Linked DNA regions of Mus musculus: region 2 is linked to region 1. Evidence: chromatin contacts called from public Hi-C data. All regions are on one chromosome and are shown on one strand. The core of a region is the stretch at or near the end of the contact, and the rest is flanking DNA. Distances in the headings are between cores, read along the strand shown. Region 1 overlaps Mipep (mitochondrial intermediate peptidase). Region 2 has its middle 120 kb from the start of Mipep.

Region 1 (4,508 bases), core at 1,134-3,633:
TTGAAAGCAAGTCATAAAAGAAAAAATATTTTTAAAAAGTACTGTGTTTTTACAGTGCTTTGGAAAGAAAAATGGTGTGAGGTGGGAAATGAGACAAGTTAGCAAGTTAGGGGCCCTGTGAAGTGTTCTGCATTGTTTAAGAAAGCATGCAACAACTGCATTGTTAATGGGACCTATTAGTTATTTTGAGACAAGTTCTAGAACTCCCTATTTGTCTAGCATTGCTCAAACTTGCAATCCTCCTGTCTCTCCCCTTTCAGAGGGCTGGAACTACAGACATCTCAGATGCCTGGCAAGATCCTTGAAGTTTTAGAATTTTAGAAGACCTTGGTCTGAGAACAGCTCACTGCCATAGAACCTGCCTAGTATATGTAGGACACTGGGTGTGATCCTAGTACTATGGGGAGACCACATGTGAAGAAGTTTAGAATAATGTTAATTCTGTTCATTCAAGATGTATTTGAGGGGGCTGGTGAGATGGCTCAGTGGTTAAGAGCACTGACTGCTCCTCTAAAGATCCTGAGTTCAAATCCAAGCCACCACATTGTGGCTTACAAACACCCATAATGATATCTGATGTTCTCTTCTGGTGCGTCTGAAGTCAGCTACAGTGTACTTATGTATAATAATAAATACATCTTAAAAAAAAAAAGATGTATTTGAGCCAGGTATGGTCTGGTATACGCCTCTATAATCTCAGCACTCCAAAGGCTGAGGCAGGAGGATCACAAGTTTGAAGCAAGCTTGTGCTGTATAGCAAGATCCTATCTCATAAAGCAAAACCAGCAATGCATTAATAAGTAAAATTATATGATACAGTAATCAGGAAGACAAATATATCCATTTTTGAAAAGTCAAATCCAGAAGAATACATCAAATACTTCATTAATCTACCACTAGAAACAAAAGCAATTAAAAAATATCACTGGCAGGAAGGTTGTTAACTGACTTCAAGCCTGAAGACAGAATGAAAAGAAAGAGCACGCTCTCTACAGTCAGGATGCTACTCCTGGCATCAGGGAGAAGCTGGCCCGCTGCACCAGCCGAAAGAAACACTGCAAGCTCCACACAGGTCCTGGAGAGGCTGTCCAAGTGCGGACCCATCCTGGCGGTAGTTACTGGCTTTGGATGCAGTTGAGATAACTAGATGTTAGGTTCCTAGCTTCACCGGGTATAAGAGCTGACCTGACATGACAGGCCAGTGGGACTCCCAGCCGGGCGCCATACCTACTTCTGAGATATTAAACTTCTTGTTTCAAACAAAGAAACTGTGGCTGTATTGAAGTAGTTCTCTTTAACAGTAAGTTTTGGAAATCCTGATTGAACATAGAGACTGATTTTTGTTGTAATTTTAATGAACTCCTGTAACTTGTGCTTACTTTATTTTAGGCGAGTGGCCGAACTATTTATGTTTGATTTTGAAATCAGTGGAATCCATCTAGATGAAGAAAAGGTAATAAATCTTTTTTTTTCTTTTTAAAATATGCTCTTAAATTTATTTCTCTTGTGTATGAGATGGCCTGAATGTATGTATGTATACCTCATGCATGGCCTTGGGGGTAGGAAGAGGGTAAGAGCCCCTGGGTCTGCAGTTACGGATGGTTTTAACCAGCACATGTGTGCTGGGAACCAATTCCTACACCTCTGCAAGAGTAACTCATGCTCTCGACCTTTTAACCATCTCTCCACCCAAGTCTTTTCGTTCTTCAGATCGGGTCTATATAGCCCCAGCAGGCCTGGAACATGCTATGTAGACTAGGCTGGCCTCAAACTCATGCTGCTTCCTGAGTGCTGGGGTTAAAGGTGTGTGACAGCAAAGGGGGCACATTTATCTATCTGTCTGTCTGTCTGTCTACTCATCTATCTACCTATTTATTTAGAGATAGATAGGGCCTCCTGTAGCCCAGCTTAGCTTTGATCTTGGTGTGGATTGAAGATGAACTTGTCTTTCTGATCTTGGACCAGGCTCAGTGCAGGGAATTGAACCCATCAGGGGAAGCATTCCACCAGCTGAGCAAAGACAAGGTTACATGTTAACCAAATTGGCCTGGAACTTGTTTGTAGCAGAGGCTGGCCTTGAACTCCTGACCTTCTTGCCTTCACCCCCTTCTAGTATTACAGGCATGCCACCACACCAGGCTTCCAGCTGTTTTAGTGTTTTTACTAACATTTATTTGCTAGAGCCCTCTTGTATCACTTGACGGTGTATTAGCAAACTCTTAGGACCTTTTTTCACTTGTCATAAAATTCTTCTGTAGGTGGTGTCTAAACATAGTGCTCTCTGGAAGCTGGCCATCACTCCAAAATGAAGTGACAGCTCAGCTAGAGTGGTGACGGTGCCATGGAGTGAGGCTGAGATGGAGAGTAGGTGGACTTCACACTTGGTGTGCCTGATGGCTCCACACATTTGCTATGGTGTGACCTGTGCAGTGTTCTCTCTGGATGGAGGGTAGAAACAAAGTAACTTGCTAGAGGCTCTCAGCTTCAGCGCAGGGAGTTCTCACACTGGCTGCAGGTGTCCTAAGAATATGATGCGCTGCCAACCAGTCCCTTGTGTGGGCAGCAGCTCAGTGCTGGGCTAGAGGAGTGGCTGGATGCCACCCAGAGTGGCTCCCCATGGCCTCCTCTGCTTGCCCACGGTCCGATTATTATTATGATTTTATAGCTCTTTCCATCCCAGGGAATCCAAAGACATTTATCTAGGAACAAAAGTTAGTTTCTCAGAATGTCTTGGGACCTCCGTGCCTGAGACTTCTCTATCTGGATCAACCAAGGGCAGATGAAAAACATTCAGAAAACGATGTGTTTGCACTGAGCTCAGAGCAGACTTTGCTAATAGCTTTCGTGCTCTCACCTGGCCTTTACATTGTATTATACTTCCCAAGTGATTGACAGATGTTCTGGAGTTGATAGGAGGAGGTGGATAGGTTTCGTGCAAATGCAGAAGGACTATTCTGCTGTCCAAGGTAGGGAGGGGTGTCTTGGCACCAGTCCATACCACAGAACATTTGTACGCCTTGTCTGATAAATAGGAGGTCTATCTTTCTGTCTGTCTCTCTTTTAATTTTTATTGTTGTTTTGTTTATTGCAACAGTGTATTCACTTTGTAGCCCAGGCTGACCTTGAACTTGTGGTGATCCTCCTGCCTCTGCCGCCTGAGTGCTGGGATCACTTGTGGGAGCCGCTGCTCCTGGCTAATGAAACACAGTGAGTTCATGCATTCACCTGAGGGCCCATCAGTCAGGACGCAGCAGGTTAACTTTTGGTTTGCCTCCACGTCTGGGGATGTCTTTCAGTCGGTCGGGCGCCTTAGGCAGGGTCTTTCCCTACTCAGTTGCCTGAGGCTTACACCTTTTCCTCTGCAGCCCCTTTCCTCGATGACGTATACTGCTTCTCTTTGAGTCACCACAGAAAGTGTGGAGTAACTGCAGTGCTCTTTCACTGAAGGTCATCTCCCATGGACTAGATGGCCTGGCTGTCTGAGATGCCTCTATTCTCCGTGATGACAGGGAACACCTCCAAGCATTTGTCAGAGTAAGAAATGCTTCTCCCATCACCCACACAGTGCCTTTAAGAATCTGTTTCGTGATGAGAAACTGGTGACCCCAGAAGAATGAGAAGCAATCTGTAAGCTCCGGACTTGTTAGGTTTTGGTTTTGCTCTTTGGGACATGATCTTGCTCTGTAGCCCAAGCTGATCTAGAACTCTCAGATGCTAGGGTTGCATGCTTGAGCCACCACACCTGGCTTTTTATTCTTGATAGAAGGTCTCAGTGTGGAGCTTGTGCTGGCCTCAGACTCAGGTTTGCTCTACTTCAGCCTCTCAAACGCTTGGGATTTCAGCACATGGAGATCACATGTTGCCTTTAGTGCCGGGGGTTGAATTTAGGGACCCATGCATGCTAAGAAAGTCCTCTGCACTGAGCAGTATCACCAGCAGATCATGTTTTTTGATGTATACCAGTTTTGGATTCAGTAAAATACCTCATGATTGTAAGATGATACATTGTAATGCTAGTCCCCATTAACTGGGTTTGATGTCTTCTGTTTGTGAGCAATGGGGACTCATGTATCACAGGGTAGCATTGAGCTTTCTGTGAAGCCAAGAATATCTGCTTCCACCTCCCAAGTGCTAGTGACGCAGACCTTCTCCATTACGTCTGCTTTAAGAGGTGCTGGGATCAGACCCAGGGCTTCCTGCATGCCAGGCTAGCACTCAACCAACTGAACACAGTCCTTGCCACCCCAATCCTGCTTTGTTAACCTTTGAGGTGACATTGCTGTGCATAGCTCTCGCATTGTACAGAATGTTAATTAAAGCCGTGTTTGAAACTGTGCTGGCCAATGTTTATGTTCAGTTTTCACCAGCACCGACCGCCGTTCTCATCCAGCACACATGTACTCATAGCGTACCCTATCTTTCCCACCAAGTGACTCTCAGAGGCCATCAGCATTAAAGATGCAGGAGATAAGTCAGCCGTTTTCTCTGCAGCCCCTGCGTCTGCTCTT
Region 2 (4,508 bases), core at 935-3,434, 110 kb after region 1:
GCACATCCGACTCTGGATTCATGCAGAAGAGCGGTTGGCCCACTGAGGTGAGCTTCCCACAACCAGGATGGTGTAGGGTTGTCTTTCTGAGCCTCCCAATCCAAGGCTCTCTCCACACTAACCCCGGGAAGCTCCTGGGAGCCTGTTTAGAGTCTGCCAAGAGCAATCAAAGCAGGAGGAGTAGGGTTGGGCGCTGCTGGTGACTGAATGGGCTGCAGTTCCAGCGCCCTGGCAGACGTGGAGCCACATCCCACCCTGTTTATTCTCCTTATCTGATTGGATAACATAAGATCAGATCCTTGTAGGCTTGTACTCACACATGCCAGCTCTGTTCTGGGAAATGTCCTGGGAGTCATCAGCCAGCCAGCCAGCCTCAGGGCCATCAGAAGAGGTGTGTGACAGGCTCTATAGTGTCCCCAGGGTGCCAAGTCTCTGTGTCTTTATCAGTCTTGGTTTTAACAGAAGTGTGGGATAGTCAGGGGAATTTAGGCAGATTGGGGAGAGCCCCTTTAAGGGGCCTGCTTCTGGTTCCTGGAGCACTTGGCAACTGCTACAGCTAGCAACTAACCACAGGACAAAAGAGCCTGTCCGAGGGAGGAGGCTGGGAGGACCAATGGGAGGGAAGGGAAGGGATTTAGGAAAAGGGAAGGTCCTGGGGTCCCATAAAATGCCCCTTCCCCTACTCCACTTGGTTCTTGGGGCCCATCGCTTTACTTTCTCGATGCTTTGGTCTTTGCAGTTTCCAGAACTGTCCATCCCACAAACCATATATTGGTACCTCCAGATAGTCATCCCTCACCCCATAGCTATAGGGGCTCAACTGGGAATCGATGACTACCATCTCCACACCGGGATGCTATAACCGCCGTGACTGAAAAATCACGATGAAGGACTCCAGATGGATGCATGCAGCAACCCCATGGAGTGAGATGATCCCGGACTAGGATTAGCCTGTCTATGCCAGCAAATGAGTCAGGCAACTGATGGTGAGTCCTTCAGGTGTATATGTGTGGACAATTAATTTTTATTAAAAAAATAAATAAAGCCAAAGGGAAATGTATATTTTAATGACCTAGGGTATTAATTTTTTTGAAAGTCACACATCAAAGACTAGGAAAAGCACCAACACCCTAAGAATGTGATTTTATCCTTTTTCCTCTGTGTGGGATGTGTTTTAGTTTAGGTTTCTTTCTGTTTCAATTTGGACCTGTAGAGGAATGACCGTCACTGTCTTATTCTGGAGGGAAGTCCCTGATAGTGCCCCACTACACACACACACACACACATACACACACACAAATTAGGTATTAAAATATGGTTTTAAGAGTTTTAAAAATGGATTAGCAGTGATTCAATTAAAATTAGAAAAGAACAACAACAAATATGTGAGAGACTTGCCTCTCAGTGACCCCAGGCCCTGTCAGCTGATAGTGGGTGGTAACCAGACAGCCCATTTCTGTGTCGATAGATGAACTGTGGGAGAGTGACTCCAGAAAGAACCAACCAGTGAGGGGTCGAGATCATGTGCTTCCTGTTAGCAGCTTGTCCAGTATGCCACCATTGCCTAGGCCTCACTGATAATCAAGATCACTCTGCCTGACAGAGCTCTCCTCTGAGTCTTCTTCCTGACTCTGTAAGACACTCATTTTCTCCTGCTCCTTAGGTGACAGGTCTGAAAAGGTAATGTTTGGTGACAGATGATATTTCTGTGTGCTTGTCTAATTGATGAAGCATTTTCTATACCTGGCTTGGACCCACAGTTTCTGCCAGTGTCAAAAGCAGGTTGGATGGATCATGTCTAGTTTGAGAAAGGGTTCAAACGTTTAATCCCACAGTCCGTTTCAAAATCATATTATGTGGCACCATGAAATTGCACCATCTTAAGATGAACCACTTTTAAACTGGGGCCATCTACACTTAAACCTTGACTTTAAAGAAGAATCTCTTCTCTTGAGTGTTCATTTCTTCTCAGCTGTTTCAAAGTCTGGGAAATGGAGCAGAAGGTGTGCAGGAGACCTTGTGAGACATGCCTGACCTTTGCAAGGTCTCTCCTGCCCTCTGAGAATGAATCGGAGGGGAGCCTTCCGAATCAGCAGTCTTTGGCTTCCCTTCAGCAGCCTCCATGGTCACCAGTAGAAGCTTCAGTTGACAAAGCCAACTGGATTTTCTCCAAGGGGATAAATAGATGGATGCCGAAGAGGGCAGGCAGGACAGGAAGCTGGAGGGAGGAGCCTCTGGGCCACACTCTTACTGACTAGAAAGCAAAGAAGGCAAACTGTCGCTTCAGTGTCCCACTCCTGAATATTCACTGTGTCCTTCTGAAACCCAAGCCAGAGTGGAGTCTGAGTCCATCACTAAGCTTGGAAGTCAGGCCAAGTGGACCAAATGTTTTCAAGTGGAGATCAGAACTCGAAATTTTCCAAATGTGGTAAAACCAGGGTATCACTGCATAGCATCATCGCGTGAGCTGTGCCAAATCCTGCTCTTCTGTCACTGTTCCTGGGTCCCATCCAGTTTGTCATGTTTTATCACTTCTTAAATGTGTCTCTTACTAGGTTATTTCTGCGTCCCATCTAATTTTGACATGTTTGGTTTTTAAGTAACTCATAAATCAACAAATAAAAAGAAAACTGCTTACCCACAGCAAAGGAGGCAGCTCTCACGATTGCAGATCTGCAGCACAAATTGTCTTTGCCCAGTTTATGCCTGGAAGGGGGAGGGGGGCATAACAGTGGCTTGGAGCAGCCAGGAGGAGAGGGAGAAGAGAAAGCAGGATTGATATGAGGCTCTGAAATGACCTCCCAGTTACATGGCAGGCATTCCTGGAACTCTTGAGTCATCTGAGATATTTGAGGTCAGATAGATGATTCCCCCAAACAATACAGTCTCCATAGGTCACTGGCTGGTAGCATTCAATTGTTGTCAAATCTCGGAAAAGAATGAAGCCAGACCCCAGTCTAAACTTGTGAGTTGAGGTTCCAGCACAGCTTCTTAAGGTCTTACTGCTCCTTCTGCCCCCCCACCCCCCCACCCCCCGAGCTCTCCCTGTGACAATCCACCAGACAGGTTCACTGAAAGCCCAGGCCCTCCTGAGCTCTCAGCCCCATGATTAATACACAGATGCCCCTGGACTTATTATGGGGATAGACCCCAATATCCCCAATGTAAGCTAAAATGGCTTCAGCAGAAATGGCATTTAATGTACACCACCTACCCAGCATTCTCGCTTAGCCTGGCTCACCTTAAATGCTCTCAGGATACTTCATCATCATCTAACAGAGAAGCTATTTTATAATACGGTCTTGAGTGTCTCGTGTAATTTATTGACGGCAGCACTGAAGTGAAGAACGGATGGGTGCCCTTCCACTCCATGAGGAGCTGAAGTAGAGTCAAACGATGGTAAGTGGGAGAATGATGTCCCCACATTGTCACTCACTCCTAAGAACCAGTGTCTTTCTACAGAACTCAAGTCAGTTTAGGAGCTGACCATGTCTCATCTGCAGTAAAGTCCAGTTGTGTTTGTTAACATGGTGAGGGACTTAGAGAGGAATTTACCCAAGACTTCCCATGTGCTAGCCTTCAGTTCCCCCAAGCCCACAGCAAGCATCAGGGATGGGGAACGACTGTGGGGGAGGGAGACCAGTAGTCCCAAATGGTTGGTGGGAATGTGTGGGCAGAGTGCTGCTGCTCAAATCTTGGGTGGAATTTCCTGACCCCAGATCACTTATTAACTCTTTTTAGGGGGAAGTGGAGCCCTTCTTGCTTACGCTTCTCCTGTAAAGATTGAGGCCTCTAGACTATTCCTGGGAGATTGCCATCCTGATAATTGGACATTTCAAGAACCCTTGCCCTGCTGGGGTGCCTTATTCCTGAATGCCTCTTGACACAGTGACTTCTCTTTGGGGAACCCTGCATGGAATGAGGGGCAGTTACAAGAGATAGCTGAGGGAAGTCATATGACAGGTGTCTTGACAGAGGCCAGGAGTCACAAAGATGATTTTTCTTCCTCATGAACCTAGAACTCAGGTATGGGGACAAGAGCTCTTGTGGCTGCCAGGGGCTGCAGTTCCCCAGGCCTTGACAGCATCCACTTGAGCCCAGAGCATGTGCCTACCCTTCTCACAGCTCATCCAGAGTGGCTGTGACCAAGCTTCCAGGTGGCAGAGCACCCAGGAAATGTCCTTGGGAGATCTGGACAGAGGTGTCTAGGTTTTTTTGGAAAGTAGTTGATTCGTTCTGCCAGCCCCGGACTAGGAGTACAACAGGCCTAATGAGTATGATAATACCTGGCCGTGGTGGAGTCCTGTTCTGTGGACATTGGTGTGTCCCTCTGTTGTCAGTGACAAAGGAGTACTGCCCAGGGCTGCAGGGATAAACTGTCATTAAAGGCCCAGGGGACTCTGGCCTGCAGGTTCTGATGGTACAAGAAGCTGTTATGGCCAAGAACACAGCACACCTAGGTCCTGTCCAAACCCAGAAGTCTCCATGCAGAGGGTCCAGAAAGGACA

Evidence for each region. Hi-C and Micro-C count contacts between places; a contact is called where the count stands out from the background.
Region 2: a Hi-C map of liver shows a contact between it and region 1, with 3 times the contacts expected there. The contact joins two enhancer-like sites. A contact is called at or near these places in 19 of 484 Hi-C or Micro-C datasets (8-cell embryo, the C2C12 cell line, the HL-1 cell line and 8 more), 2 of 115 datasets of contacts at active chromatin or transcription factors (both in embryonic stem cells) and 1 of 9 other capture datasets (embryonic stem cells).

Annotation. Positions count from the first base shown.
Region 1 is chr14:60,794,783-60,799,290 of GRCm38.p6, forward strand. Mipep (mitochondrial intermediate peptidase) reads left to right here. Exons shown (of 19, transcript NM_027436.3): 5 at 1,390-1,453. Among named protein-coding and RNA genes, the nearest start is that of Mipep, 12 kb to the left of the region's middle. Within about 2 kb of position 2,384, at least 7 of the 459 cell types and tissues checked have an H3K27ac peak or open chromatin away from gene starts, as enhancers often do. A contact at or near this core is called in liver, where this site is marked.
Region 2 is chr14:60,904,432-60,908,939 of GRCm38.p6, forward strand. It overlaps a transcript of Mipep not described here. Among named protein-coding and RNA genes, the nearest start is that of Mipep, 120 kb to the left of the region's middle. Within about 2 kb of position 2,185, at least 25 of the 459 cell types and tissues checked have an H3K27ac peak or open chromatin away from gene starts, as enhancers often do. A contact at or near this core is called in liver, where this site is marked.